Regions from separate parts of the Mus musculus genome. Here all the other regions are linked to region 2. The links are chromatin contacts, called in public HiChIP or PLAC-seq maps. All regions are on one chromosome and are shown on one strand. Each heading gives the region's core, a stretch centred on a gene start, on an enhancer-like site or on the middle of the called end of the contact. The rest is flanking DNA. Distances are from core to core; before and after follow the strand shown. Region 1 overlaps Cdhr3 (cadherin-related family member 3). Region 2 overlaps Atxn7l1 (ataxin 7-like 1). Region 3 has its middle 9.6 kb from the start of Cdhr3.

Region 1 (3,114 bases), core at 200-2,699, 240 kb before region 2:
ATTATAATCAAAACTTGAACCCTGCATTTATATACTTTGTGCATATCAACATACCCCCATGGATACAATGACTTAAGCAAACATTTATTTTTTAATTACAGAATTGTAAATTCTATGTCCTGTCTCCCCACTTAGCTTGGAGTAGCCTTGAGGTGACAACTCTTCGTCTGGGTTAGGATAGATATCTCCTTGGGCTTGGGGCTCTCAGTAGATCTTGCTCAATTTACCAATTAACTAGTTTGACCTAATGAACTATGTGAACAATGATCAAATCCATTACAATCTGAGAAGAGCGTGTCAGTGTTCTTTCAGAAGAGGCACTTGTTCAAGACAGAGCATTCACTGTCCTTGGGAGCAGCCACCCCCTCCATTGCAGCAGTCAGGAAATGCTGGCTGTGTGTAACGCATGTCCCTACTACAGATAAACTAGGTTCCATGGGAGATAGACCTAGATGATTAAACTGAGCTGGCTAGAGATGAACATGGGTAGAAAGTAGACAAGGCCCAAGTGAGTGGACCAAGTAAGCCAAAAGCACCCTGCACCTTGCACCCTGCACCCTGCATCCTTCTCCCTGCACCCTGACCTTGAATCCTCCACCTTCCACCCTGCACCCTGCATCCTGCATCGTTCATCCTGCACACTGCATCCTGTATCCTTCATCCTTCACCCTGCATCCTCAACCCTTCACCGTGCCCTTTCTTGCTCCAGCAATAGATGCTCTCTGCTTCCCTACGAAAGACATGGATATTCCCTGATTGAACCCACATTAGAGCCTTTTAGCGTAGTATAACAGAGCAAGCAAAAGGCAGCAAAGCAACAGTGAGAACATGTACTGTACATACCTCTTTTCTTTGTCCTATGGGGGAAAGGATAGGCATTAGTTGACTAGACAGAACTCCACATAGATATGCACACATGATAGTGTAGGGCCTCCAGGCATTCTTGGAATTTGGGGACTAGTTTAAAAATGGGCCAGAGATAGAGATCAAAAGGTTCTGGCTACTAGCTGTTCTAAACCAAGCAGTTGATAGCCTGGAGCTATAGAGAGTCTGGGAGTTTGAAACTATTGCTTCTTACAACTCCAGGGAATAGAGTGACTTTGGTGAGGGAGTGAGACCACCAGCTCATTCTTCTTTGCCCAATGTCGCAGCAGGGAGGCTAGAGGACTGACAACTTCAGTTTCCTATAACATGAAAGAGCTGGACTGGGTCTTAATGCCCTTCTCATAAAAGCCTTAGGGGGAAAAACTCTACTGTTATTTCTCACTATTTGACAAGTGTTGACTGCTACATGGTACAACTAACTTTCTGAGAGTACAAGTCTGAGTCTGAATATTAGCTATTTTCTCTTTTGAATTGGGCCATGATGAAATCTGTATTTAGAATTCGAATAGAACAGCCAGGTTCAAGGTTCATATTTACCACATAGCCACATTGCATGTAAGTTGCGATGTCTATTGCAACATCTTTTAAGAATGCTGACTCATATCCCATATGTGAGATCATTATCCTTCATGCTTAAAAAAAAATGACTCTTTTAGAAACAAGGTAGAGTGGTTTTTTTCTATCTTCTCAAAATCATTTGTAAAGAGAGTACAAACAAAAATGTGTTTTTACATTTCAGTAGATGTTCAAGGATTTCTTACTGAAAGTCAAGGCTGCCAGTAGTGCAAACTTCTCCCAATAAATACAGTGGAATGCAAGGCACAGCTTTAAGCTAATGTCTTTTAAACCATCTTACACTCAGACATGTAAAATTACTTGGTAGTTATAGTTAATCTTCAAATACTCTAAAGAGGCATTTGAGTCTTATCATTCTTTTCTTTTTTGCCACCAAGAGGTCCCGAGTGTCAGGGCATCCAGCTCCCAGGACATTTGGGCATTTGGTTAAATTTGGGGTCTAAAATCATGAGCTCACTGGATCTTGGCTATGAAGTTAAAACAACAGCAACTTCAAAACTGTTGCTGTGCAATGGAAGCATTCGCTCGGTGTCAGAAACGCTTACCAGTGCTCTCTCTGAATTTGCTTGGTTAGTTCTGCTGAGGAGGAAGCTGATACTTAAGAGTTTCATGTGCCCGAAGTCAGCTGCCCAGAAAATGAGGGAGCTTAGATTTGAACCTGGAACTTGACCAACTCCAAAAAAGCCTGGCTCACAGTCATTGTGCTCTGGCTGTAAGAGTTACTAAGAATAAATCTGGCCCCAAGAGAAGTCTGTGACAGGCACAGGTTCTCTTAGGAATCACGTGTCTGAGCAAGTGAAGAGTGGGGGGCGGGGGTAGACAAACCTGGCATGCAATTACTGTGTGTTTCCAAGATGGCGGAAATGAGAGTCTTATGCAAGAGAACAGACATGGTCTAATGACATAAAGACCTGAGTGGGTCACTGGTACTCAAAGTTTAATTTTCTAATCTGCTGTGTTGATAGTGGTTGATTTTGCTTCCTTTACTTCCATCCCTGCCTATAAATACTCTACAGAGGAGACTGCATTGTGTTCTGCTGCACTCACGGGGTGTTGGGGGGGGGGAGGTTCAGGAACACTTGTCTAGGCTAAGGTCACTGGAAGCCCACTCACTAAATCCCGTCAGGGCCAGGATAAGCTGCCAGAGAAAGCCAAAGGCCAGGGTCCTGGCCCTACAGGTGACAAAGTGGGTACCCCAGGCCCAAGGGCAGCTAGAATTCTTTCTGTTCATCTCCTATTCTCCCCTTCAAGCTGGGTACCCTGCCCTGTACAAAACCAAACTAAACCCAAGCAAGCAAACAAACAAAAACAAAAGCAAAAACAAGGAAAGTCACAGTCCACCAGAACTTACAGAGGTTTCCTGTCCCTCCTGGTCGTAGAGGAGCAATGTCTGTAGACTGCTTTGGACAGCAGCACCATCAGGGACCCCAGAAGGCCAAGAAGAAGTATGGATCCCAGAGTGACGATGAACGGCACATACCATGCAGATGTGGAGTACACGTTTTCCCTGCGGATCTGGTAGGTAATCCTGGGCTTGGAGGGCAGAGAAGGGGAGGTTGAGAGGAGTAGAAGTGTCTTTGACATTCAGCATTGCAGTGTGTAAAGTGTCTAGGCCACTCTTCCCTCCTATTCTGCAGACCCAACCTCTGTGAG
Region 2 (3,169 bases), core at 236-2,735:
GTTACAATGGTGTGACCACTGCTGTAACCAGGATTTTTAGGACATGCCTGTTCTAGTTTACCACACTGCTGTGCCTCCCAAGACATTGTTCTACATAGTAAAATATATATCTAGGTCACATTTGCACTGTTCTTATTGGCTGTTCCTGGGCTAGGCTGTAGCTCAGTGTTAGAGCACCTGGTGACCAAAGGCAAGGCCCTGGGTTCCATTGCCCAACTTCACAGGGAGAGAGAAATGAAGTATATATAAAGCAGACTTGGCAGCTCACACCTGTAGTCCCAGCACTTGGGAGTACAATTGGAGGTCAGGCTGGGTGACAGAAAATTTTAGACCAGCCTGAGATACAGAGTAAATCCTTATCTCAAAGGGAGAGAGGGAGAGAGGGAGAGAGGGAAGGAGGGTGGGAGGGAGAGAGAGAGGGGGGAGAGAGAGAGAGAGAGAGAAAGAGAAAGAGAAAGAAGCTAGATTAGACTACATTAAAACACAGGCAGGGGTCAGTGAAGTCACACATCTAGGCTAAAGCAAGGGGTTTTTATAGAATTTAGGCAAGAAGTGATGACGTGTTAGCTAGGAGCTGGGATTGGGCCCATACATGGTCAGAAACAGAGCCCTTTTGTGGGTGCTCTTGGGTGGGTTGCTGGAAATGGGGAGACAAGGAGTGATGATGTGCTAGCTCAGAGTTTTCTCCAAGTGGGTGGGGGAGTTTCCTCTGTGCGGGCGGGGCCGGAGGAAGGAGGGCAGATGGGGTTTCCCAGCTTGTGCAGGGGACGAGCAGGGTTTCCAGGCTAACCAAGAAAAAGAAAGAAGAGCTAGGGATGTGGCTCGATTGGTAGAATATCTACCTACCGTGTTCCAGCCCTTGGATTTAATCCCTCGCACCTCAAATCTAGGTGTGACAGCACACACCCAGGATTCCAAACCTCGAGCAGTATGGGCTACAGGACCAGGAATTCAGAAATTCAACCTTATCTTTGGCTATCCAGTGAGTTCAAGGCCAGCCTAAAGTGCATGAGATGGGATCTCAAAAAAATAAAGAGGAGGAGGAGGAGAGGGAAGAGGAAGAGAAGAAGAGGAAGAGAAGGAGGAAGAGGAGGAGGGGGAGAGGAAGAGAAGAGGAAGAGAAGGAGGAGGAGGAGAAGAGGAAGAGGAAGAGGAGGAGGAGGAGAGGAAGAGGAAGAGAAAGAGAAGGAGGAGGAGGAGAAGAGGAGAAGAAAGGAATTCCTCTCAGGGTTGCCCTGACCCACACCAATGTACTCTGCCTGTAGCAGGATTAGGAGGAGAGTTTGCAAAGCACAGGCTCCTAAGATTCTGATTCTAGGGTGGCAGGAGCTGCTTGCTTCCTGCTGTTACTGATATTTCACTGCAGAGTTTAGGGTTTATGGCACAGCCCCAAAGCCCAGGGGGTGTGCTGGAGAATGGAGACTGTGGGACTGTTTGGGTTACGGCGACCCTGCTGACTCATGAGTGGCCTGGGTGAGCTGCATGGCCTCTCCACACTCATCTTGAAAGTAAGGCTTTTCCCAGCAGCTACCGCACAGAGCCGTGGGGATTAGCTGAGCTAAGCCATGTGAATTCCTTAAAACTGATAGTTCTTAATCAGGGTTTGCCTTAATTAGTTACAGATAAACTGTGAGGGCCTGGGGTGAATGAAGTGGACTCAGTCACTTCATCTTGGACTCAGACACTTTGAGGTCTTGTCTAGGATGTTCCCTAAGCACTGGGCGCCTTCAACATGATCAGGGCCTCCGTGTCTCGCCAAGCAGAAGGGTTGTTGGACACCCGGCTAGCACCTTGCTGTAGGGGAGAATAATCAGCTTGAATTCAAATACTTATCCCCCAAGGCATTCTGACTTGGGTGTCTGATGCCTATGTCTGTCTGCCATAGTTCAGGTAGGCAGCCTGCCAACCCATCTCCCCTGGGCATTGAGTCACCTGTATTACTACCATGCCTGCTATAGGTTAAAGGCCTCAGGCCTAGCCTCCTTTCCACTGAAGCTCTTTAACTCCTACCTAGTGGATTCCATGAAATCCCCTTGCTGGAATGTGAGGCAGGGTGTTGGCAGTTGTCCACAGGCCTCTGGGCAGTAGCCCCAGCCAGCCACGTCAGTCATTGACCCCTGTGAAGACACTGGCTTCTGGCTGAGGTCCAACACACGTGCTATGTAATCATTGCCCTCAGCCAGCCCAGCACCTTGTTCAGTGGTATAGCATTGTAATTAGATACTGCTGCTGAAGGGTGGTCCGTAGGCCTGGAGCATTGATATCCCCGGATATTCTAAGATGTACATTTTGTTTGTTATTTGGGAATGGGAATATTTAGGAATTGATTCAGGTCAGTTGGCCGTCGTATGCATAACAAGACAGTTTGTTATTCGTAGTTCCCGAGAGGTGGGGCATGCTGTGTGTGCAGCTTAGTATAGGAAATCAATGGCCCCATTAGGAGGCAGGAGCAGAAGAAAGAGAAAATGAAGGCAGAAGCTATTATTGAAGTTTCCATGGAAAGGAATAGGCAGGGCAAAGAGAACTGGGTTAGCACTGACTCGTTTGAGTGATCAAAGTGGGCTTTTAGTGTAAAGTCTCTCCCTTATTGTCTGGGACCTGACCTTGGGGTGGTTAAGGGTGGGAACAGTGGCCAGCGTGTAAGATGGATAAAGCAAGCATCCACTGAGGATTGGAGCTCCGAGGTTTGCACATGTCAGGTACATTTGCAGGCCAGTTCCTTAGCCTCTCCAGAAAGTCATGGTCCTGTGTAAAACGGCGAAACATTAAAAATAAAGACAATACAGTACGATGAGAACACATTGACACACAGATTCCCGGACCCTTTAAACAAGGGCTGTGGGTATAACTTGAGAAGCCCTGCACCCGCTGAGATGTTGGGGATTGTGAAGTACTGGTGTCTGGAGTTCATCGGTGTGCCGTTTAGAATCATGACTGTGTGAGACTAAGGACACCACCAAAGGGCTGAACCCCTAAATGGAGAGCAAAGAGAATGCCCTACCACGTTCTACTGTCTTCTCCCTCTGGAGAGTGCACTAATATTCTTTTCGTTGTTATGAATGGTGAGCACCCTATTTATGCTTGGTACCATGTGCAAACAGATGATACAAACTTATTTATGTATTTATGCAGCAAAACTTACTTAGGAGTGAGGAAACTTACCAGATCA
Region 3 (3,165 bases), core at 356-2,855, 180 kb before region 2:
AGCTGCTGCTGCTGAGTGTGACCTGAGCTGCTGATATCCTGACAATGCAGATTGTTAAATCTATCTATCTATCTATCTATCTATCTATCTATCTATCTATCTATCTATCTATCTATCATCTACCTACCCATCCACCCATCCTTCCATCCATTCATTCATCATCCATCCATCATCTATCTATCTATCTATCTATCTATCTATCTATCTATCTCTCTATCTAGATATCTTTCTTCCTTCCTTCCATGTATCAAGCTGCCTACCTATATATGTATTTCTGTGTATCCTTTATATCTGTCAGTCTGTTATCTATCTCCATCTATCCATCTACTTACCTAACTTTGTATCTCTTCCTTTATACCTAGAAAGCTATGTATCTGTATATCTGAACACTTAATCTTCTGTTTGTTCTATTTCTCTGAAGTACCCAACTTATTATAGTCATATTCTAACAAGACGTGCTGAAGGGTTAGGATTTCAATGTCTCTTTTTGGGAGTCACAATTTAGCCCACAGGAGAAAGACGCATTGGTTACTTTTTTTTTTTTTTAAATCACCCTTACAAGGAGGGAAATTTTATTTGGCTCGTGGTTCATTGAGGGGAAGGCATGATGGCTGGGACAGTCTTGGTCTAGAGCTAGGGGACTTGGTAGCATGATTTCCTTGCATCTCGGCAGCCGACAGGGAAGTAGAGAGCTCAGGCTGGAAGCAGAGTTAGCTCACAAACCTCAGTAGTCACTTAGTCTGCTAGCTGTGCCCAGGTCCAAGATATTCACAGCCTTCAAAAACAGTGCCAACGGATTCGGTAATCAAACACACATGTGGGAGACGTTTCAGGGACTGAGGGCACACAGGGATGATGTCGGGGGAGATGGTATGTGTGGAGAATCTCTCCGTGCCCATTAGCAGAGCACATCTGTCCTGTAATGCTGACAGTGCCTAGCAGCACCGCTTTATGTTGCTATGACAATGTATGAGAGCTCCTATTCCTCCACACACTTGGGAGGACTCCTCAATTCCCGTGGGTCGCTTCTCCCTCTAACTGTTTATCAGTCATCAAATATTACATATTTGTTAAACTAATCATTTTCTTACAGTCTGCATTTTACATCTCCCATAAACATGCCCCTATGACCTGTAATCTCTTCAAAAATCCTAAGATCTCCCTAGTCCCTTCGAATCACTGTTCTGTGGTCTGAGCCATCTCCTTCATCTTTCCCCTCCACCCTGTCCCCAACACACATTTTCTTGTGACTCCTCTTCATCTTGTCCTTCTTCAGACAGGTCTTCCCTGACTTTCCACTCCTGAACACTCTCACCTACATCCTTCTTCCCTCTACTCCTGGTTCTTCCCACACAGTTTTCTTTGTGGAGCACTTTTTTTTTTTCAGTGCCCCGACTGAACACCATGAAGACTGGGTTCACGTAGGTCTTGTTTATGTGTGTAGCCCCGTGTAAATGTCAGCAATGTTAACGTATTAAGTGAATGAAACCCTCAGTGGAGGGATGCTGGCCACGAGCTGTGCAGCTACCCAGCTGGGTCCAGATGGAGCCCCCGGCAGCAAAGAAATTAACAAATGAGCCACCAATCACAAGCCGTGAATCAGCGCAGTATTTACATTCCTTTGTCAAACATCATCGCTTAGGGTTTGAATTAAGCTCAGGCTCATTGTTTACAGTCTCTGCTGCTTGTTAAAAATTGATACAAAGCCCACATGCTTAAACAGTTTGATAAGTGGGTTAGAGTCTCAGTAACCTGGCAAAGAACCAGCCTCCCTGTCCAGATGCAAAGAGCCAGAAGGTTCCCGTTGATCTTATTGTTCTCTGAGACGCAGAGAAGGTCCCAAGGGTGGCACAGGGGGAGTAGGAGCTTGAGCTTTGGTGTTGGGCCTGCCTGTGATCTTGCTCCTCCTGACCCTTGCTTTGTGACTCAAAGCAGAATCCTTAACTGTTCCCCATCTGAAAACAGTGTGAGGAACTGATCAGGGGGACCAAAGACGATCCTTTGTGTAAGTTCTCCGTGTGACAGATGTTCCCAACAGTGATTGCATGCTACATCGACTCGTCGAGCCTGGAACAGTCAGGATCTCCCTGTTTAAAGCTGAGGCCTTTCCACTGTCTGTAAGTGGAAATAAACACGGGGGGGGGGGGAGGCAGTTTCCCCCTAGCATTAAAATTCATGATCGTAAAAAATAAAATTCATGATCATTTCAAAAGAACTACAAACAAGGCTAACTGATGCTTTTTCCCGGTTCTGTCTTTATTCATTCACTTTAAATCTTCTTTGGAAGTACCTGAGGATTCGTTATAAACTATAAACTATACTCATGCCTCACATATCCTCCCATGCTATGAAAGCCAAACATACACTGATCACAACAGTGCCTCAGGTATGGCAAATAGAAACATGCATCCACTCCATGCTTTCCACACGCAAAACACTGTACATGCTTACTACACACTGACTCTTTAATCCCTACAATGGCACTATGAGACAGTTGCAGTAATTTTATCAGTTAGTCTCCATTTTACAGATGGGGAAACTGAAGCCTGGAGGTGTGGAATAACTTGCTTAATATGACCAGTCTGGGAACTGGCAGTGTCAGGGCTTTAGATAGAAGCGGTCTGGCTTCTCAGTCTGGCTGTGCCAGGAACTCTGTGCTCTCCAAGGCTGCAACCCCTGCTCAGTTCCTAGCAGTGTGGGCTGAAGTGAAAGAGCTGTAGCCTAATGGGCCACCGTGGACCAGACCTGTGTTAGACTTTGTTGATACTTTGCTTGATTGTGGTGTCAGTCATAGCTCAGGTGGAAAGGGGAAATCCCCAGGAAGGAGTTGAGAGCTGTCCTGGATCTCAGAATAAGCGGCCTGGACTTGATGGTGTTTTGAGTTCAAGGACAGTCCCCACAACAGGTCACTCAGCATTTGCTGGCGAGCCACCCACCATGACGTGAAATGGGGCAGAATGAACAAATAATTTGTTTAGGGAGAGAAAAAAGCCCCGGTGCCCAGTGAACCCTCAGGAGAGGAGAGAATGGTAAAAGTGGGTGCCGAAACAGCCTTCCCAGATGACTCCAGAGGGGATGGCTGGTTAGAGCCTGGTGCCCTCTCGTATGTGGGGAGCTTACTAGTGAGGTTGGTACCTGGAAACCCTTAGACATACCTTCTATGAA

The links. HiChIP or PLAC-seq counts read pairs in DNA pulled down with a chosen protein or histone mark.
Region 1: an H3K27ac HiChIP or PLAC-seq map of embryonic fibroblasts shows a contact between it and region 2, with 4 times the contacts expected there. The contact joins two enhancer-like sites. A contact is called at or near these places in 6 of 39 promoter capture datasets (the C10 cell line, cranial neural crest, embryonic stem cells and 2 more), 1 of 15 datasets of contacts at CTCF or cohesin (CD8 T cells), 28 of 484 Hi-C or Micro-C datasets (B cells, the C10 cell line, CD8 T cells and 19 more), 9 of 115 datasets of contacts at active chromatin or transcription factors (T-cell acute lymphoblastic leukemia, bone marrow-derived macrophages, embryonic basal ganglia and 5 more) and 2 of 9 other capture datasets (adipose tissue and liver).
Region 3: a FOXA1 HiChIP or PLAC-seq map of pancreatic cancer cells shows a contact between it and region 2. The contact joins two enhancer-like sites. A contact is called at or near these places in 6 of 39 promoter capture datasets (the C10 cell line, embryonic stem cells, hematopoietic stem and progenitor cells and 1 more), 7 of 484 Hi-C or Micro-C datasets (the BV-2 cell line, the Ba/F3 cell line, the HPC-7 cell line and 4 more) and 2 of 115 datasets of contacts at active chromatin or transcription factors (bone marrow-derived macrophages and pancreatic cancer cells).

The regions. Positions count from the first base shown.
Region 1 is chr12:33,039,547-33,042,660 of GRCm38.p6, forward strand. Cdhr3 (cadherin-related family member 3) reads right to left here. Exons shown (of 20, transcript NM_001024478.1): 15 at 2,813-2,994; 16 at 844-857. It overlaps Gm40874 (a long non-coding RNA gene), which reads left to right. Exons shown (of 4, transcript XR_872668.3): 3 at 2,841-2,979. Among named protein-coding and RNA genes, the nearest start is that of Gm40874, 45 kb to the left of the region's middle. Within about 2 kb of position 1,450, at least 38 of the 459 cell types and tissues checked have an H3K27ac peak or open chromatin away from gene starts, as enhancers often do. A contact at or near this core is called in embryonic fibroblasts and tail fibroblasts, where this site is marked.
Region 2 is chr12:33,284,041-33,287,209 of GRCm38.p6, forward strand. All of the region lies in intron 3 of Atxn7l1 (ataxin 7-like 1), which reads left to right. Among named protein-coding and RNA genes, the nearest start is that of Gm38649, 27 kb to the left of the region's middle. Within about 2 kb of position 1,486, at least 85 of the 459 cell types and tissues checked have an H3K27ac peak or open chromatin away from gene starts, as enhancers often do. A contact at or near this core is called in embryonic fibroblasts, pancreatic cancer cells and tail fibroblasts, where this site is marked.
Region 3 is chr12:33,100,891-33,104,055 of GRCm38.p6, forward strand. No RefSeq gene overlaps it. Among named protein-coding and RNA genes, the nearest start is that of Cdhr3, 9.6 kb to the left of the region's middle. Within about 2 kb of position 1,606, at least 32 of the 459 cell types and tissues checked have an H3K27ac peak or open chromatin away from gene starts, as enhancers often do. A contact at or near this core is called in pancreatic cancer cells, where this site is marked.